2 separate regions of the Mus musculus genome follow, and region 1 is linked to region 2. A link is a contact called in public HiChIP or PLAC-seq data. All regions are on one chromosome and are shown on one strand. Each heading gives the region's core, a stretch centred on a gene start, on an enhancer-like site or on the middle of the called end of the contact. The rest is flanking DNA. Distances are from core to core; before and after follow the strand shown. Region 1 overlaps Foxp4 (forkhead box P4). Region 2 has its middle 20 kb from the start of Tfeb.

The links. HiChIP or PLAC-seq counts read pairs in DNA pulled down with a chosen protein or histone mark.
Region 1: a contact with region 2 is called in an H3K4me3 HiChIP or PLAC-seq map of embryonic midbrain, with 3 times the contacts expected there. The contact joins two enhancer-like sites. A contact is called at or near these places in 4 of 39 promoter capture datasets (the HPC-7 cell line, embryonic stem cells, liver and 1 more), 1 of 15 datasets of contacts at CTCF or cohesin (pro-B cells), 11 of 484 Hi-C or Micro-C datasets (the C2C12 cell line, the N1E-115 cell line, bone marrow-derived macrophages and 8 more), 5 of 115 datasets of contacts at active chromatin or transcription factors (the HPC-7 cell line, craniofacial prominence, embryonic forebrain and 2 more) and 2 of 9 other capture datasets (embryonic tail and embryonic trunk).

Annotation. Positions count from the first base shown.
Region 1 is chr17:47,906,300-47,908,999 of GRCm38.p6, forward strand. All of the region lies in intron 1 of Foxp4 (forkhead box P4), which reads right to left. Among named protein-coding and RNA genes, the nearest start is that of Foxp4, 17 kb to the right of the region's middle. Within about 2 kb of position 1,287, at least 13 of the 459 cell types and tissues checked have an H3K27ac peak or open chromatin away from gene starts, as enhancers often do.
Region 2 is chr17:47,803,985-47,806,684 of GRCm38.p6, forward strand. No RefSeq gene overlaps it. Among named protein-coding and RNA genes, the nearest start is that of Tfeb, 20 kb to the left of the region's middle. Within about 2 kb of position 1,282, at least 12 of the 459 cell types and tissues checked have an H3K27ac peak or open chromatin away from gene starts, as enhancers often do.

The DNA of each region.
Region 1 (2,700 bases), core at 37-2,536, 100 kb after region 2:
AGGGATGGCTGAGTTCCCTTCCTTTGGTTGCAGAAGTCCTCAGAAGGGAGACATTTAGTATAAAAGCCACTCTGAAGCTAGAGGAGCGAGTGGATGCCTTTAACCTCAGGTGCATTCCTGCAGCCGAAGCATTACAAGTTCATGACGAGCCTGAGTTCTACAGTAAGACCTGCCTCGCTACACACACCACACCACACTCACGGGCACGCACACACACACACACACACACACACACACACACACACACACAGGCACACAGACGCAAACTTCTTCTCAAACTCTAGATTCTATTACCCCACGAAAAACCACCCTAAAGGGAACAGTCGGTACCCACTATGGATTGATGCTTAACGTATGTCTCAAACTCCCTAGATCTCAGTTTCCTCGTCTGCCCAAAGTATTTAGTCCTCATCTCTTGGAGTCCTTTCCAGACAATCAAAGCACCTGCCTAAAGAAGCTCCCCCACCCCAAGTCAGCCATTCTCCAACTACATAGCTGTGAGGGCAGAGATGATGAGGTCAGAGAAGTTAAAGATTTGCGGGATGTCAGACAGCGATCCATCACACGTGTGCATCCAGGCAATGACTGGAGAAGCCCACCAGGTCCCGCTGACTCTCTCAGCCAATAGGAAGGAGCTGACTTACTCCTCTTTCCAGGGTGGAGGCTCTCAGAAGCCCCCTCCTCTCATCCCTACATTTAAGCCTTCCTCTCCCTCCCCGGCCACTCGCTCAGTCTCTATCCCTGCCGGAAGCAGAGTGTGTGGGGGTGGGGTGGGATGGGGCATTGGGGGTGCAGAGAGTCTACACTATGGCTTTGGAGACCCTCTCAGGTTTTGACTCTGGATTGTCTCTTGTAGGGTTGGGAGAGGGGTCCACATACTGCTGAGGTGGCCTCAGCCTCACTGTGTTCTCTCCTCGGCAGCTCCCACTCCTGAGTTCTGAGAGGAGCTAGAGCAGGGTTAGGGTGTGGGGGCGATGGTTTGGAAGAGATTAAGCACTCAGTTCCAAGCCTTTAATGGCGGTGTCAGCCCCAGGGCTAGTAGCTGCCAAATGATGGATGGGGTGGGCTCTGGCCTCCACCCGCCACAGCACAGGGCTTCAGCCCCCCTCTCCTGAAACCACCTACCCCGAAAACTACAGGAGCAACACCCCCCCAGGCCTGTGCCTCAGATGGGGTGCGAAGAAATAGGAAGACAGCGGGGAGTGCACTGCCCACTCAGCTCTCCGGCTCCTCCGATTCCAGCCCTGCTGGGGTAGAGAGCAGCTGCCAGCTCAGAATCCCAGACTAGCTGCTCTGAGATCTGAGAACTCCTGGGCCCCAGGGGACAAAGACTAGAGCCTCAGGGGTGTAAGCACACAGAGGAGAAAGCAAAGAGAATCTGGCAGCTACTTCTCCCAGGGAAGGGAAAGTGGTCCCCTTCTAACCTTCATGGGAACATGAAGTTGTAGCTCTGACAGCAAGTTTTGCAAAGGGAGGATGAGAGAGAGGAGGATGCCAACAGACCGTCCCCTCCGTCCCCTCTATCCTGTAGTTCTGGGGAGCGGGGAGGGGTCTAGCAAAACCAAGTGAACAACATAATTGTGGCCATGTGCCATGTAATAATAGCTAGGCAAGGGCTGATCACTCGAATTGAACAGGGTGAAGCAAACCTCTCATTTGCATGCTTGAGATTATACGCATTTGAAAAGTCATTTCTGCAGGGTGAATGGATGAATAGCAGCCATTCCCTTATGGAGTGCTCTGCCCTCTCCCGGGGCCTTTGCCCGCTGACACACCCCTAATGTAACTCCTTCTAGGCTTCCACCCACCCACAAGCAGCAGCCCCTCAAACCTGCATGGCAGGAACTTCCAGGCCCTCTAGGAATCCTCACCTGTGCCCTGGGACACCTGCCCTCTAAGGCTGAGCATGCCAACAGCAGACAGCCTCAGGACTCCCACCCACCTCTCTGCAGGATGCTGTAAGTAAGACAGGGAGTTTGCTGTTCTGTGGGGGAACAGGCACTGGTGTCTGGGGCCCAGCCAGCTTGAGGGTTCAGTGGGATGGGGTGCTGGGATATGCTTTGTTCCAGTGCCTAGGAACAAGGAGGCGCGTGGGGGCAAATCACTAGGAGAGATGGCAGCCTAAACTCCATCACAAATCAGTCAAGAGCCCTTTGCCTCCCTACATCTCTGGACCTCAGTTTCCTTCTCCCCATGAGAAAGTAGTTTCAGGAGCTCCTAAGATTTGAGGGAGGGGCGGCAAAAGTCCCCAGGGCAATTGGTGAATGTGAAGCTACCATGATATTTGGGTGCCCCTGGGAGGCACCAGGAGGCTACTAGATGCACAGTTGTAGTCGCTTATCCTAAAGGCTCCACCCAACATGGCTGCTCTGGGCACCCCTTCATTCCTACACTCCCACTTTACTGACTTCACATACTCCTGCTCCCTGTAAATACAGAGTCACCCCTTCCCGCAACAATGTGTGTAACTCAGCGTCTGCAGCTGCACAGAAGAGTACAAGCTGAGACTAAACCATTTAGTCCCAGTTGTGTGGCCCTGGGTAAGCCACTCGGCTACTCCTCATACAATAATCTCCCCACCCCCTAAGCTTGGTGTGTGCTTCTGAAATCTCAGCACTCAAGAAGGGTCAGAAAGGAGGATCAGGAGTTCAAGTCCAACCTGAGCTGAACCATAAGTTAGCAGCCAGCAGGCCCTGTGTA
Region 2 (2,700 bases), core at 32-2,531:
TTGTGTGTGAGCGCTTCCAGTTTCCTGCCCTGTGGAGAGGTGAGCAAGTGGCCAATATAAACTCCCACCCTGAGGAGGCCCCTACTGCCATGCCCTCCTGCTGTGACAGACCCGATCCCTCAGACTGTGCGCCAAAGCAAACCCTCCTCCCTGAAGTTCATCTTGTCAGCTATGTGCTTCCAGCCACAAGAAAAAGTGATTAATACTTTTTATAAAAGTGATTTATATATTTGGTGAACAAATATTTTATTATGCATATGATTTGTAGGTATTTTATCCTAGCTTGTGCCCCCCCCACCCCCCGCCCTCCAGGATTAAAACCCAGGGCCCTATCCCTGGTAGGCAAAGACTCCGCCACCTCAGTCATTGGGATTTTTGGAGAAAGACAAAGCTGGGGGTTGCTAACTAGGTAATATAACCTACTTGGTGAGCTCCAAAGCCAATTAGAAACACTGTCTCAAAAAACTACGGAGGCTGGGGTGGTCCTGTGCCTTTATTACCAGAGGCGGGGACTATGCCTTTTAGGTCATCGGTGGCCCATGCCTTTAGTCCCAGGAGGCAGATGTCTTAGTTTGAGGCCAGGCTGGTCTATTGAGTTTCAGGACAGCCAGAGCTACACAGTGAAACCCTGTCTCGAAAAATCCAAACCAAAGCAAAATAAAAGAAAACAAAAAGACAAGACAAAACAAACCCCCCAAACAACAACAACAAACAATGTGGATAGTGATGCTGGGCATTTGTTTGTTTGTTTGTTTGTTTGTTTGTTTGTTTATTGCATGCATGTGAGTACATACACACATGTATATGTTTTTAAAAAAAGATTATCTATTTAAAGATTTATTATTATAAGTAAGTACACTGTAGCTGTCTTCAGATGCACCAGTAGAGGGTGTCAGATCTCATTACAGGTGGTTGTGAGCCACTCTGTGGTTGCTGGGACTCGAACTCAGGACCTTCGGAAGAGCAGTCAGTGCTCTTACCCGCTGAGGCATCTCACCAGCCCCAGTACTGGGTATTTAACTCAAGAGGAGTGCTTGCACAGCAAGCACAAGGCCCCAGGTTCAATTCTTAGCTGTGAGAAAGAAAAAGCAACATTAACAAGGTGTGTAGTACCGGAGATTTTTTAACCTCCACCTATGCACAGACTCATATGCAAACATGCAGACACACACACACCCCAGAAAGTTTAAAAGTCTTACAACTTCAGGGCAGACATGACATCAGGAGGCTTTCACAGTCTTGGCTCCAAGTCAATGTGTACAACAGGCTGACCTTTAAACTCTCACTGGTCTGCTGCCCCGTCTCGTCTCCCATGAGCTGGGGTTGCAGGCAGGTTCCGCCATATCTGCAGGAGCAGATAGATGTTTCTGGCCTCCTTGGGAGCTGTCTCAGCTTCCCAGACAGGGCTCCTTCATGGCGCAGGAGAGCACTGCGGTGTCAGCAGGCTTGCCTAGCATGTGCAAGGCACTGGGTTTGATAAGCAAAGCAAAGGTTAGTGTTCAGGGTTATATGCAGAGAACGGTACAGAGCACAGAAACAAGAATGTCCCTGCCCGGGTCCTTGGAGCTTCAGCAGATGATCCTCACGCTTCATCGGCCAGATACCCATTTCTAAACCAATCACTGGCAAGGGTCAGGGGAGCACCGTGGCTGGCTTTGATCAGTCATGCTTCCTGCCCTGGAGCAGGGGCCTGCCCGAGACAAATCAGAAGTCTATTCACAAACAAAATAGGTGGAGCTGGAAAAATGGCTTAGCCGTAGGAGAACTTCCTGCTCTCATAGAGAACTTGGGTTCAGTTCCCAGCACCAGTTCCAGGGATATGACACCATCTGAGAGCATTAGGCATGCAGTACACAAACACATTCAGGCACAATACTCTGACAGGTTAAAACACATACGTGCATGCACACACATATGCACATGCATACAGAAAGAATGTACGGGCCTGATACAGTTATTCTACATTTCTTTTTTTTAACTTTCCCCTGCTCCCTCCTCTTCATCCCTTTCTCCTTTTCCTTTTCTCCCTTCACTCTTCCCCATCTCACTCCTCCTCCTCTTCCTCCTCCTCCTCTTTCCCTCTTCCTCCTCCTCCAGGTCCTCCTCCAGGTCCTTCTCCTCCAGGTCCTCTTCCTCCTGGTACTGCTCTCCTCCTTCCTCCTCCTCCTCTTCCTCCTCCTCCAGGTCCTCTTCCTCCTGGTACTGCTCTCCTCCTCCTCTTCCCACTTTCTCTGATCTAGGGATTGAACTTGAGACCTCATGCACACTAAGCAATCACTCTACCACTAAGCCACACTCTCAGCTCAGTTTTTCCATTATTAGACATTTTGGCCAAGCGCATGGCCACCCAGAAGGAAGATTGCACTCCCAGCCTCTTGTGTAGCTAACTGTGACTGGTGGCAGCGTTCCAGCCAATGGGAAGCTGCAGATGTTTCGGTAGCTCTCGGGAATCTTCTTTAAGGGAATCTTGGCATAAGCCTTGGCTCTCATTTCTGTCTTCTCTCCGTTTGCTGCCTGGAATGTGGGTGTCGCTGTCCTGGACCATGAGAATAAGAATCGTGGCAGTTGCGAGGAGCCTGGGGCTGTGAGACGGCAGGAGCAGAGTCCAGTTTCTGCTCTGAATTAACATGAGGAGAAAGAAGCTGGAGCACACACTGTCTCAATGGAGACAGCATCATCAGTTACAGATAGCAAGAGTCC